Regions from separate parts of the Mus musculus genome. Here region 1 is linked to region 2. Evidence: chromatin contacts called from public promoter capture Hi-C data. All regions are on one chromosome and are shown on one strand. Each heading gives the region's core, a stretch centred on a gene start, on an enhancer-like site or on the middle of the called end of the contact. The rest is flanking DNA. Distances are from core to core; before and after follow the strand shown. Region 1 holds the start of Septin3 (septin 3). Region 2 holds the start of Ccdc134 (coiled-coil domain containing 134).

Region 1 (7,232 bases), core at 4,284-6,783, 140 kb after region 2:
CCTCTCGTTTCTCTGTGTAGCTCTGGCTGTCCTGGGACTCTCTTTGTAGAGCAGGCTGGCCTTGAACTCAGAACTCAGGGATTAAAGGTGTGCACCTCCACCGCCTGGCTTGACATCTGTCTATTTGCGCATCATGTCTGCTCAGCTTCACTGGTGGTCGCAAATGTTAAGGAAGTCATGGGGGAAGAAAATATTATATAACCATGAAGTGTTGTTTAGCTACAGAGGCAGAACCTACTCTGACCCCACACAAATCCCAGCTAGAACATGTAAAGAACCCACGTTGCCCCTGACTGCAAAGAGCTAAAACAAAAACAAAAACAAGGGCTGGAGAGATGGCTCAGCAGGTAAGAGCACCAACTGCTCTTCCGAAGGTCCTGAGTTCAAATCCCAGCAACCACATGGTGGCTCACAACCATCTGTAATGAGATCTGACTCCCTTTTCTGGAGTGTCTGGAGATAGCTACAGTGTATATAATAAATAATTAAAACAAACAAACAAACAAACAACAACAACAACAACAAAAACAGGGTAAATGGAAAGATAGCAGCGGTCAAAGGTGAGGGGAACTGAAAACATGACTGAAGAAGCCCCGAGTCCCCACAGGGGGCTGTCAAGGAAGGCTTCCCCAAGGAAGTGACCAGGATGATGGGTTTGGAAGGTTGCATAAGAGTTTTCCGTGTAAGGGAAGAGGAATATGCCAGGAAAAGCTGTGATGTCCCTAGGGTACCTACTGAGAACTGGGTTGTGTCACGAGGCCAGAGCATGGAATACAGTTGTGACTGGTAGCGGGGGATTGGAGCGTGGCTTTTCCTTCCTTCCTTCCTTCCTTCCTTCCTTCCTTCCTTCCTTCCTTCCTTCCTTCCTCCTCCTTCCCTCCCTTCTTTCCTTCCTTCCATCTTTTCTTCTGCCCCTCCACCCCCTCAACCCCCCTTTGTGGGTGTTGTTCTTTTTCCAAGACAGGGTTTCTCTGTGTATCTCTGACTGTTCTGGAACTCCGTCTGTAGACCAGGCTGGCCTTGAACTCAAGAGATTTAGCTGCCTCTGCCTCCCAAGGGTTAGGATTAGCCTGTGCCACTCACCTGGCTGGAAGGCAGCTTTTCGAGGCAGTTTAGACCTAGGAGAAAACCCGATGAGCTTGTAGTTACCACTTCCTTCTGACCCCATCGGCAACTTATTCCTGCCCTGGTTTGTGTGTGATTTTTTGACGTGCCATGGAGAAGTGTCTCAGCATGGCGGCCAGTAGCCTGGTTTTGGCAGGGAACCCTGGAAACCGAGATTGCAGGGGATTTTTTTTTCAGCTGCTTTAGGAGATTTTGTGGAGTCCCAGGGGCTGGCAGGGCTTGCCAGAGTGGGTGTGTCTGTGCTCAGCCCAGAGCCAGAGGACAGGGAATTAGCGTGTGCAGGGTCCTGAGTGGGAACGGCTGCAGTGTTCGAATTCCAGCTGAGAGGGCAGGACAGGCTTCTCTCTGTTCCTCCCCCGCTGTTCTCCTGCCCGAGCTCCAAGGCTAATAGAGGCCAAAAGAGTAGCTTAGAGGGAAGTGTGGAGGCTTTCAGCGCCCTTGAAAAGTGGCCACCAGGAGTACCTCATGGGTGTGGTGACGCACACCTTTGATCCCAGCACTCAGGAGGCAGAGGCAAGTGGATTTTCTGAATCAGAGGAATTGAGTTCCAGGACAGCCAGGGCTACTTAGAGAAACCCTGTCTCAAAAACCACAACAAAGAAACAAGAGAACAATGGCTGGGAAAATACTCCATAGGTGAAATGCTTGCAGCATAAGCATGAGCTGGCTTCCCAACACCCACATAAAAGTCAAGTGTACCTGTACCCTCGGTAGGACGGAGGCAGAGACGGGAGGGTCCCTGGAGTTCATTGCGCAGGCACCCTAGCTAAATCAATGCGTTCCATGTTTATTAAGAGATTCTCTCAGAAAACAAGAGGGAGAGTGAGGAAGACACCAAGCATTGACTTCTGACCTCTGTATGCAGGCAGATATCCATGCATGCACAACATACACATATGTGCACGTACATGAGCAGGTACACATGGTGGTCACAATCTGGGTTAACAATCTTTCCGGGGGACTTAGGTAGGCAGACCTTCTCCCTCTCGCCCACCCGGAGTTAAAGTATGGAGATCTGAGAGCCTAGCCCATGCTTTGGACTCTGTGTGACTCTGGCAAGACCCTCTCTGGTTTTGTGGCTTTGAGTAGCTTCCCACAGGTTTTTGGCAATCGAAAGAAACCATGGGGGTAAATAGACAAGCAAATAGATTAAAAAAAAAAAAGATTTATTTTATGTATATGAGTACACCATTGCTCTCTCCAGACACACCAGAAGAGGGCATCAGATCTCATTACAGATGGTTGTGAGCCACCATGTGGTTGCCAGGAGTTGACCTCTGGAAGAGCAGTCGGTGATCTTAACCGCTGAGCCATCTCTCCAGCCTGAAAATAGAAATTTTAAGGCTGCAACTGTGTGTGTGCAAACGTGTGTGTGTATGCTTGTGTGTGTGCATATATGTGTTTGTGCATGTGTGTGTGTTTGTAGATCTGTATGTTTATGGCTGAATTCAGCATCCTCTACATGTTAGGCACACCATCCACCACCAAGCTGCCTACCTCCAGAGTCATCGGTTTTCATAGCTCCCATAGAGTGAGGGCAGTGTACAGTAACAGCGCTGGGCGAGACTTGAGGCTCCCCGAGGTCACTCTCAGCCTGAAATGTGTCCATACCACTGCTTACCAAACAGTCCTGGCTCCTCAGCTCTCAGTGTGCCATAGAAGTTTACCTTCCTGCCTTCTAGTAATGGGCGGCTCATCCAGCTTGTTCTGGCCAATGAGTTCTAATTAAATCAAAGCCATTAGTGGCTGGCAAGGGGATTCATTAATCTGCAGTTTGTCACAACCCCTGGCAATAATGACCTGGAGGGCCCTAGAGCAAAGGTGACGTGGGACATAGTTGGTTCATGGTGTTGTGGACAGGAGCCATGAATGAGAAACTAGTTCTTAGTGTCACGGCCTCTAGGGTTTTGGAAGTTTGTCACCCATGCTATCTAAGCCTACCCCTATTATAGAACAATGTGGGGCCCAGAAAGACAAAGAGATGTTCCAATTCACGTGGCTGCAGAACACACAAGTTTGAGAGGTATCATAGCACGCACTCTTTGTCAGGGGGGCCACCGTAAAGATTGGAGTGAAGGTGTCTGTTTTTGGAGGACCCTTGAAAGCGTCTCAGTGTTTGGTGGGAAAATGCACAGGTGCACAGTACCATTTCTGGCCACTAGAGGGCAGCTGGACCCAAGTTTGTAATTGAGGTGGGGCTGCGGCAACCAACTCTGCTAAGCCCCACGTTTGGAAACTGTGGGTGGCCACCAGAAAATAAATGTGGGAGTGGAGAAAACTGGGCAACAGCAAAAGCTTTCTTTTTCTTTTCTTTTCTTTCTTGATAGTGTTTCTGTGTATAGCCCTGGCTGTCCTGGAACTCACTTTGTAGACCAGGCTGGCCTCGAACTCAGAAATCCGGCTGTCTCTGCCTCCCGAGCGCTGGGATTAAAGGCGTGCGCCACCACCGCCCAGCAGCAAAAGGTTTCTGAATGCACAACAACCCTGAATCATCGAACTCAAAATGAATCTGGGCTGTTTCTGCCAACTCTTGTGTGTTAGTATTGAACGTTCGATGTGCACACTTTGACCGACGCATGCCATACACTGCCGAGGAATACCACCTAAAAGCTCACAGACGCTATGGTACATTGTAAATTGCAATGTCTTTGCTGCTAATGTAGAAACATGATGGAAAACGAAGTCAGCATTTTCCTCCAGTTGCTCCTTATTGGCTAAGTAGAAACTTAGCTCAGTCCATGGCTGTGCATAAACCAGGTGTGGCAGAGCCCGCCCGTAATCGCAGCCACCATCACTGGAGGCCCGAGGACACCAGTTCAAGGTCATTTTTGGAAGTTTAGGGCCAACTTGGTATATGTAAGACCCCATCTAAAACAAAAACATCTGCTTCAGCTGCTGTCTGGAGTTTCAGAAGAAGACTAAGGGAGATCTGACTTGGGAGTAGGGTAACACATTTCTAACAATTTCTGAATACAGGCCATTTGCTATTATTTTAATTTATGCAAAATGGCAGTCTGAGCATTGCCAATGATACAATCAAAATATCCATCAGTTCTAGGAAAAAACCCACTGAAACAGCTAAGATTTAGTTTCATAAAAACAAACGAACATCTCTACCTCATTAATATGCAAATTTGCCTTTGTCTTTAACAAATGGTAAACTTTTACGTGTACCAAAGAATTATTTTAAAATAAATTTCTTTTTTTCAAATTAATGTTATCTATTTGGTGTTATTCTGTTTTGTTGTTTCTGTGGCTCTGGGGACTGAACTCAGAGTTTTATGCACGTCAGCCGGGAGCTCTGTCACTATACCAATCCCCAGGCAAAATGGATCAATTCCTTTGAATTATTCTCAGTAAGTACTCGATGTATAGGACTGTATTCTATACCTATATACATGACGCTGAGTACAAATGTCTCGGCTACAGCGGCTGCAGATAGAAAAAATGACAAGAGGTTTGCTCAGAGATGGTCAGTCAACCCTGGAGGGAAAGGAGGCAGACCAGCAGGCGAAAGACAGAGATGGATGGGACGCGGGTCTTGCTCTGAAAGGAGGGAGGCGGGGTGGATTCTAGATCTTCAGGCTGGAAGAAATCACTTCAGGGCATCTAATCTCTAACTGAGAAGACAGCTGAGAACTAGGAGGGTTTTGTTATTGTTGTTAGGTTTGGTTTTTTTGTTTGCTTGTTTTTTTCCGGGACAGGATTTCTGTGTAAAGCCCTGGCTGTTCTGGAACTTACTGATACCGGCCTCTACCTCCTAGTGCTGGGATTAAAAGTGTGTGCCACCACCTCCTGGCCTATTGGACAGGAGTCTTATAATGAGTGGTCAGGCAAGGAGAACCCAGGGCCCCTGACTTCAGCCCCACCCAGCTGCTTGATCTCCAGGAGGTAATAAGGCAGTGTAGGCCCTACAGAGCCGGCTCCCCAGGGTGTCCAGGCTGATTTTGCCACCTCTTTCTTTTCTCAGGGCCTCAAAACATGTAGGGAGGGGAAAGAACTCAGACAGCGCCCCTCCCCCTCCACTGTGATTGCTTGCAGGTTGCCTGGTAACCAGGGCATAGCCAGCTATGGCAACCTAAGGCTCAGAGGGATGAGAATGGGATGAGAAGAGAAGAGGATCCTGGGCCCACACGTTCATCATTCAGTCACTGTGAGAAACATGCTGAGTGATTCTTGTTAGGCCCTGGGACCCAGAGAAGGATAAGATCTGCGTCTTTCAGGACTTTGCTGTCCAATATGGTAGATGGACATTCAAATGAAATAAAATTGAAAAAAAAAATCCAGGTCCTTGGTCATCATAGAATAGTGGTAAGTGCTCGGGAGCCGCCTGTGGCTGGTGGCTATTTTATTGGACAGTGGACACATAGAACATTTCCATTATCACAGAAAGTTCTATTGGCCGGCCAGAAGCTCACTCGCCAAGGCGAGCAGCTCACAGGAAAGCAGGCCAGAGCCCCCAGTGTTGTGGGGTATGGCAGAAAGGAAGTGGCAAGATGATGGGTCGAGGACATGCCAAGAGAACGTTGGGCTTGGCTCCTGGCTCAGAGTGAGTGTTTAGGGCACGTCTGTGGCCTGCACTCTGTGGCTGAGATGCTGTGCCCATCTGCTTACGGGCCTGGCTTTGGCAGAAGACTCTGAGTTTCTCCAGCCTGGCTCAGTCCCTGGCACAGAGTAAGTACCCAGCCAATGGCGTCTCTTCCCACCACGGTCCTTCTCATACTATCATGTGACAGAGCAGCCTGGTGCTGGGGAACCCAGGAAAAGGTTCTTAGCCCAGTGGCCACAGGCTGCTGAGGATCTGCCTCACCAGAGACAGCTGGGGTAGGTCTGTGGATTTCTTTGAGGTCTGGCCCGGGGCTGGCTAGCTTCATACCCCGAGTCTTACTTAGCAGAGGATCTGTCTGAAGCAGGATGGGTCTCAGAGAATGGATTTGAAGGGTACAGTTGTATACACAGAAATCCCAACATGAAGCACAACCGCAGGAGCATGGACACAGATGGCCCTGGGGTCAGCAAAGTCTTAGGTGGTTGCAGAGGGAAAGTGGGAGGGCATGAGACAAACAGGGACATCACCGTTGGAGTAGCTCAGTTCTCTCTTACTGGTGACACTTCTCAAGGGTCCAGTCTTGGAGACAAGGACACATGGGTTATGTGCCATCCCCTCCCTAGGTGGCTCTGCGCGTATAGGGCAGCTCAGCTGGCTGACGCCCATAGCTCTGTAGGATTCCAGAGACTCAGAGCAGCCATTCACTGCCACCCACTCTCAAGAGGCCAGAGCCTCCCTGCCCGGAGCCCAGTCCAGCGAGAGGGACAGGTCAGGGGAGAACTGGGCCCTCAGCTAGTGGACTATGATCAGGAGGCTTAGTGAAAGCTCAAGAGAGGACCCAGAGAAGAGAGGTCTCTGAGCCCGGCCACATGGCTAGCCTCTGGGTGCAGAGGAGTGGGTGGGGTCTGCAAGAGGTCAGCTTCCTTGACTGAAAACCACCGGCTTCTTTTCTGTCTTCTGATCCAGGTAGGTGTGCCTGCCTGTTTGTGTGTGTGTGTGTGTGTGTGTGTGTGTGTGGGTATGTGGGGAGGGTAGAACCAAGGTGTTCACAGGACACGGGGCTCACTGAGGAGGCAAGGATCTAGTGACACAAGAACAAGGTGACCTCAGGAGTTCTGGTCCTTGGGTCTGTGGCTAAGCGAAGGGTGAACACGGTGTGCCCAGGTGCATGTGGTGGGAACAGTGGGCAAGAGAGGTCAGGGCGGCAGGGATATGCCTAATGGAGAAGAGGCAGAGAGGCTGGACAGTTGAGAGAAATACATGGCCAGAGATGATAGGCTAAAGCCATCCCTTAAGGCAGAACAAGAGCCCCCTTGCATCCTGCTTCTCCTGTTCCAAACTTCAGAGAGACGGATGCGATACCACTCTCTACTGGCAGCCCTCACCTCCCCCGCCTCTCCCCTGCCCTCCCCCCCCCCCCCCCGGCCAGTCTTGGCCTGTGGTGTTGAAAGTAATGGAGATAACTTTGTCCCAGAGGCAGCACCAGTCAGCCCCCTGGGGACCCTGGAGACCACCTTGGGGAGTATGGTTCGACTACCTGTCAACCTGTCACCTGTCA
Region 2 (7,214 bases), core at 1,000-3,499:
GATAACTCCAGGTGTATCAAGTTGACACAAAAAATCAGCCAGTACTCAGCCCAAGTAAGGAGCAGTAGTGGTTGGTAAGTCCCTAAAAAGGCCTAGGTTGAGACCAGTCATGACAGCACATGTCTGTATATCCCAGCACTTAGGAAGCTGAGAATATTATAGTGCTGGTGTGTGTGTGTGTGTGTGTGTAGGAGAACTTCCTTTTTTTTTCAATCCTAGTTTATTTATTTATTTATTATTTATTATATGTAAGTATACTGTAGCTGTCTTCAGACACCCCAGAAGAGGGTGTCAGATCTCATTATGGATGGTTGTGAGCCACCATGTGGCTGTGGGATTTGAACTCAGGACCTCTGGAAGAGCTGTCAGTGCTCTTAACCACTGAGCCATCTCTCCAGCCCAAGAACTTCCTTTTTAAAAAGATTTTATTATTTTTATGTACATGAGTACACTGTAGCTGTATTGATGGTTGTGAGCCATCATGTGGTGGCTGGGAATGAAGGTTGCCCACTCTGGTGGGCCTGGCTTGCTCCAGCCTCAAGATTTATTTATTATCTAAGTACACTGTAGCTGTCTTCAGATGCACCAGAAGAGGGCATCAGATCTCATTACGAATGGTTGTGAGCCACCATGTGGTTGTGGGATTTGAACTCAGGACTTTTGGAAGAGCAGTCAGTGCTCTTAACTGCTGAGCCATCTCTCCGGCCCCAGAGGAGAACTTCTTAGCCCTACTGGCTACTCCCCTGGCTATCTTCTCTTTTCATGGAACAGTTCTCTGTTATATGCCAACTGCTGGTCCCAGTTTTGGAGTCCGTGCCACCAATATTAGAAGTATTCATACTCTTCTCTGACCATTGCTACCCTTCTGGGGTTCTGTGATATCCCTCCCCTCCCCCTTCAGCTCTGTTTCTCTTTTATTCTCCTCTCATGATTCACGCCAGCTGCCTCGGAGGTGTGTCTGTTTCCCAGGCTCACATCAGAGGCTGAGCCTCAGGACATAAAGGCCCAGAAACAGAAAACAATGAGACCTGCAGACAAATTCCGGGCATAATGGTTGAGGGGGAAAACAATATCAAGCCTCTCTCTGGAGCTATTTTACACCACAGTGGAAATGGAATTGGGAAATAAAATAATGCATTAACATTCCTGTGTGCACTTTCACTCTGAGCTCATCTTCCTGGAACTTGTTCCTCAGCTACACAGCTGGACACTGGCTTGTTTCCGCAAATGATGGAGACAGACTGGAGAGTGAGAGCATTTAAGGAGCATGTGCACCAGGCAGTAGTGGCACACGCCTTTAATCCCAGAACTTGGGAGGCAGAGGCAGGCGGATTTCTGAGTTCAAGGCCAGCCTGGTCTACAGAGTGAGTTCCAGGACAGCCAGGGCTATACAGAGAAACCCTGTCTCAGAAAACCAAGGGTTGGGGCCTGAGCATGTGCAAAGTGCTTCATAGTTGTACATAGAGAACATGAAGAACCCCTGAGCTGGGAAGGCCCCAACATCAAGGGCCCCAAGCCTTGTGGTTGGACTTTGGAGAAGCACTTCACCTCAAGTGGACATGGGAAGAGGTACAAATCTCAGGGGGGAATAAAATCAAACCCACTTCAGCCTCTCTGGCTCAAGCCTTTTCTATACTCACGTGGGCAATGGTCATTTAACGTCTACCATCGCCGGCTACTGGCAGAAAACTCTGCCCGCACCTGTTTGTATATCAGCCCAGCCTGGGCTTTGCGTCCTAACTGGCCACTCCGCCGGTCTTCCCCGGATCTAGCTGTCCTGACACCCTCAATCCCTACCCCGGAGCAAAACAGAATGTCTACGAACAGAGGAAGAACTCTGGTTTAGAAATCAGTGAACTGGATGGACAAGTCGGGGTTGCCCGTGCTCCGCACTACCATAGGTTATGCTGGTTCCTTAAAAAGTTCTTTGGATCTTGCGAGCTGAGGTTTAAAATAGACTCAGATGAGACATCAGGCACTACGCTAAAAGCGCCGGGCAGCAAGGGTTTCGGGCCGCGGTTTGCTGACGCGCTTTCAGCAGGGTAAGGGCCCCATCGTAGCTTAACTTCCTCCAACTCCACCAGAACCGAGATCATCAGCGTGCCGGGCGACGGCTTCTCCCAGGACCACGCCGTGGCTGACAGCTGCAGCGACACGCGCCAGAGCACAGCGGGGCGGGGCCGGAAGTGAGGTCAGCGGAGCGCGGCGTTCGCGGCCCGGTCTCATTGGTCAGGAGCAGCGCAGTAGGTGGGCCGGCCGCTTGTCGGTCTCCTAGCACTGCTGGCCGGTTGCTGTAGAGTTCCGCGCCTTGCCAGAGTTGGGTGCTTCCGGCTGCTCGCCAAGGGGCTGCTCCCTTCTCCCTGCACCGCCGGCCGGGGTAGGTAGTGGTGGGGGTGCCGGACTGTACTGTAGGCTTCTTGGGAGGGGAGTGCGGAGCCCCCCGCACTGCGTACGGGTTCGGGACTCGGACACCTAGAAAGGCTCGCTTGCCCCTCCGAAGCTCCAAGGCGCGGAACCAAAACCCCCGCCCGGCCACTACCACAGGCTCTACAAGACGAGTTCGGAGTCGCTTGCCGAGTCTGAAAGAGCGCTGGGGACGCTTGGGACAGAAGCGAGATTTAGAGGCCGAAGAGTAGAGTATCAGTCATGAAAACCAGACCTGTCCCCCGCGGTCCGCTACTTTGCTTTCCCACGTTTGTCCTGCTTGAGTTATCCTAGGTTGTCTGGTAAATTTGTTTCCCTAAGTTTTGCTGTGGCCTGGTTCAAGTTCGCTTGGGTTCTGGAACATGAGACGGAAGGTGGACGGTCCTGGATAATCTTTGTTCTGTAGATTTCTGCTGTCCCGGCTCCGTGGGGGCAGGGGTTCTCCTAAGGATCTCTCCCAGAGCATCTCAAATTCTGGGTGGGGGTGTGGCCAGCTTTGATATGAGATGCCCTGTGCTTATTTAGAGACAAGACACAGTGCACTGAACTGAGAGTAAGACTCCTGGCTCAGCCTAGGAACAGCTGTAAGACTCTGAATAGTAACTTTTTTTTTTTTGTCCCCCAGTTTCCACATTAGTAAAACAGGGTATCTTTCATCTGAGTATGAGGCCTCTGTTGACTGTCATTTTCCACCCTAGTCTATCCATTTTGGAATTTTAGACAAGGCCTAGATTACTCTCAAACTTAAGGACATTCTCCAGCCTCAACCTCCCAAGTGGTGGGATTAAAGTTATGAGCCACTACTCCCAGCCCCCACATATTAATGTTTCACTTGACCAAATTCTTCTTATCCTTAAAAAAAAAAAAAAAAACAGAGCCAACTGTGTGTGTGTGTGTGTGTGTGTTCCATGTACACCTCAGTATGTGTATGCAGAGGACAGAGATCAATACCAGGTATCTTTAATTGTTCTCTTCCCTATTCGTTGAGACAGGACCTTTTACTGAACCTGGAGCTCCTAGATTCAGCTGGACTAGCTGGCCAGCAAGCTCCAGGAATAGTTGAGTCCCCAACTCCTCAGATCTAGGAGCACAAGCATGCGTTGCACCCAGCTTACTCATGATACTGGGGATCAGACTCGGGCCCTGGTTCGAACTTCACCAACCGAATCCTTTTATGCTTGTATGTTGGTTGATTGTCTCGTACCCATTCAAGCGATAAGGTACAAGTTCAGGGAGTTTGGTTTGCCATACTTCCTGGGTATGTGTTCTCAGCTCTAGAACTGCGTGGAACATTGCTTGAGCAGTAATGGTTGGGCTGTTGTTGGAATTAGGGACAGATGCTGCACATGTAGTTCCCGGGTGAATGGGTACAGTCTCCAAGTCTTCCCTGCTTCCCTTCTCATGCTGTGTCCCTTCTTTCTGATGTCAGAAGAAGTTGGAGGAGGAGGGAAGCCATACAAGCCTTACATACCTTCTCACTGCCTGAGACTCCTTGGCTGATACCCTCTTAGAAGGCTAGGACAGGGATTTGAAAAGAACCTTAATGCCCAGTCAGCCCCGTTCTCCAGACATAGTACATTGTTCAGACCTGTCGCTCTGCATCAGGAAGGGGACCTCCTATGCCCGATTTTATAGGAAGCTATATTAAGCTATAAGACCTTCCCTGGCTTAGAGAACTGGAGTGCTTGCCCAGGAACAAGGCAGATGTAGTCAGGACTCTAACCTAGAGCTTTAGCCTCAGTCCCTATCCAGTGTTGTAAGACTGGCTAAAGTGTCTCTTCCTTTCTTCTGCAATCCTATAAGCCTGTCTAGTGTGCCTGCTAGTCATTAGTCCTGGCTAGATCTTCAGGGCTCCCTAGAGCTGGATGCTTGGTATTTGGAGGCTGGGCCATGTCTGGGGAGGTATGTTTTCCCTGAACTCACCCCCTGCCCCTATCTTTGGGTTATTCCTCTAGCTCCAGAATCTCAGATATGGACCTTCTTCAGTTCCTGGCAGCCTTCTCTGTCCTCCTGTGGCCTGGCACGGAAGTCACAGGCGCCCTGAAGAGCACTCTGGACCCGAGCCTCAAGATTTGTATCTCTTCGGGGCTTTGGTGGGATGTGAATTCACTGTCTCCGAAGGGCTGGTGAACGAGGTCCCTCGGTGTCCATAACTCCTTGCAGGGCTTCCAGGGCTGAGCAGACGGAGTTAGTAAGAATAGGAGGAAGGAGGAAACACACTCTGCCCATACTGAGCATGTCGGCTTTCTCCCGAGCCTGCTCCCCATGTTAACTGACATTTAGACCCATTTCTCAGATCTGCGAAGGCTTAAGACTGTATGTGTGTGGTACCTGGCTAAGACCTCACACAGGACCTCCAGAACTTTGGGTTGCTAGCTTATCTTGTCTGGTCCTCTGGGCCTTGGTGACCCAAAGATGAGACAAGACCATCTCTGGTTTTGAGGCATCTATAGAACCAAAAAGTATGTGTATTAGTTACTGTTTTGTTGCTTTGAAGAGAAAGAAACCATGACCAAGGTCGCTTATAAAAAGAAAGCCTTTGGTTGGGGGCTTGCTGGTAGCTCCAGAGGGTTGGTTCTTGATCATTGTGGTGGGAAGCGTGGCAGCAGGAAGGCAGCGTTAGCGCTGGAGCAGCAGCTGAGAGATTACATCCAGATCTGTAAAGGGGGGGTGAGGGGTAGTCAGAGAGAGACTGGGCCTGGTGTGGGTTCTGAAACCTCAAAGCCCTCCCCCGCCCAGTCTCACACCACTAACAAAGCCACACCTCCTAACCCTGTCGCTCCCTCACTGAACACTGTCCCCTTTAGAGAACCTCTACCCATCTTCCCATGCTGAAGCCCCGTCCTGCTGTGAGCTGCCCTGCTTCCTGATGCATCTGGGAATGAAACATTTAAATACACCACAGCATCCACACAGATGGCCTTTGTTCCTCTGCTCAGAGGCTCTGATGGATACAGGAGTCTTGGGATATGCACCTACTGAGCAAGGTCTCGAGAACTGAAACTCCAGGAGAATGGTGGGGGCATGTCTGGCCGACGCTACAGTTGAAACAGGTTGCTGGAGGTTCTGGAGCAGTGAGTGATTGTGGAAGATGACAGGGAGATAGAGGGAGATAGGGCAGGTGCCTGGTTTTGGAGTGTTGGGCTTGTTCTCTTTTCTGTGTGTAGAGTCTTTGAGATCTAGAGAAATGGTACATTACAGGACCTACGTATGCCCCAGCCATGACCCTCCAATGCTTTGGAGGCATAGGTTAGGAATGTGTGGGCCCTCGGAGACAGGACCATTGTACTGGCTTTTGTGCTAGCCCCTTAACTTACAGCTGCTAAGACAAGAAGATGTTTGAGGTGAAGCGGCGAGAGCAGCTGTTGGCACTGAAGAACCTGGCGCAGCTGAATGACATCCACCAGCAGTACAAGATCCTGGATGTCATGCTTAAGGGACTCTTCAAGGTGTGTCAGGAAGCAGGGCAGCTCGCAGCAGGACAGGGCTTCAGTTGGAGCACAGAGGAAGGGTTCTCTAAAGGGGACAGTGTTCATCGAGGGAGTGACCCATATGTAGAAGGGTTGGAGTGGGATTCAGGTAACGGGGGCCGGAACTAAGTTGTGAAGATCTCCACACAGCCACTTAGCCAAGATGGGGTTCCTTCAGGTGCTGGAGGACTCCCGCACAGTGCTCATTGCTGCCGATGTGCTTCCAGACGGGCCGGTCCCCCAGGATGAGAAGCTGAAGGATGGTATGGTCTCCCCAACACCGCCCTTGGCTCCCTACTCCCTGCTATTCTCTAGCTGCTCCTTCTATGTTCTCATCACTCATCCCCTCGGCATATTCTTGTGTGATACCTGAGTCATGGGCCCGGCGTGGATAAGGGCCCAGCGTGGCTCTCTAATCATTTCTAGGTTTCAGAACCAGTTTCTCTGTCCTTAGCAGGTATTCCTTTCTTTTATTTTTGGGTTTTTTCTTTCTTTTTTTGGTTTTTTGAGACAGGGTTTCTCTGTGTAGCCCTGGCTGTCCTGGAACTCACTTTGTAGACCAGGCTGGCCTCGGCAGCAGGTATTTCTTTATGCTGTCCTGTGCTTGGGCAGGGGAACTAGAGAAGAAGAGTCTCCGCCTGCTACCACTCCAGGGCACAGGGCAGAGCCTGCTAGTCACTTTTTAGGAAGGCAAATGGGGATTGTTCCCATCTGAAGGAGAAGTGACCAGGGCCGATCAAATAGCTGAGGCAGAGTGTGATTACCAGCACTGTTTGCTACTTTAGTAAAGATCCCAAACTCCTTAAATCCCTTTTCAGACAAGGCGAGAAAGACAGGTAAGGTGAAGGGCATGGCCCTCCCGTACTACCTGCAAGAGCTCCATCTCGGTGCCTCTTCGTGCCTACGAATGGATCACAGTTTTGTTTTTTCTCACTATGTAACCTGTCCTAGAACTTGATATGTAGACCAGGGTGGCCTCATGCATTGAGACCTGCCTGCCTCTGCTTCCAAGTGCTGGGATTAAAGGCCTGACCTAACCGATCATGGTTTAGCAATAGTAGTTCTTAGAGTCACTGAGAGGAGGGACCAGAGGGAGAGCTTGTGTGTGAATAGTGATGCTTTCTCATGCCTGATGGAAGAGAACACATTATCTGCCTTGGCTCTTGTTTCTCAAACGAACTGATTCTTAAGTTCTCTGAGCGTCGGGATTATTCTGAAGCCCAGAGCTCCATCGCCCACATACCAGCCTGGCAGATCTTTGGCTTTTGCTTGCCTCCCTGGGCTGTCTGGGTCCTCTCTGCTCTAGGAGTGCAGATATAG

The links. Capture Hi-C pulls out chosen DNA fragments and counts their contacts.
Region 1: a contact with region 2 is called in a promoter capture Hi-C map of adipose tissue. The contact joins the promoter of Septin3 here to the promoter of Ccdc134 in region 2. A contact is called at or near these places in 4 of 39 promoter capture datasets (embryonic stem cells, fetal liver, liver and 1 more), 3 of 15 datasets of contacts at CTCF or cohesin (embryonic stem cells, large pre-B cells and pro-B cells), 2 of 484 Hi-C or Micro-C datasets (the N1E-115 cell line and brown adipocytes), 2 of 115 datasets of contacts at active chromatin or transcription factors (embryonic stem cells and large pre-B cells) and 3 of 9 other capture datasets (adipose tissue, liver and pancreatic islet).

What each region holds. Positions count from the first base shown.
Region 1 is chr15:82,263,269-82,270,500 of GRCm38.p6, forward strand. Septin3 (septin 3) reads left to right here and starts at 5,534. Exons shown (of 12, transcript NM_001368785.1): 1 at 5,534-5,799. Gm52180 (a long non-coding RNA gene) reads right to left here. Exons shown (of 3, transcript XR_003951511.1): 3 at 2,271-2,448.
Region 2 is chr15:82,125,673-82,132,886 of GRCm38.p6, forward strand. It overlaps Ccdc134 (coiled-coil domain containing 134), which reads left to right and starts at 2,250. Exons shown (of 7, transcript NM_172428.2): 1 at 2,250-2,377; 2 at 4,380-4,498; 3 at 5,752-5,873; 4 at 6,073-6,157. The coding sequence starts at 4,396. It overlaps Mei1 (meiotic double-stranded break formation protein 1), which reads left to right. Exons shown (of 31, transcript NM_028897.3): 31 at 942-1,142. The coding sequence ends at 987.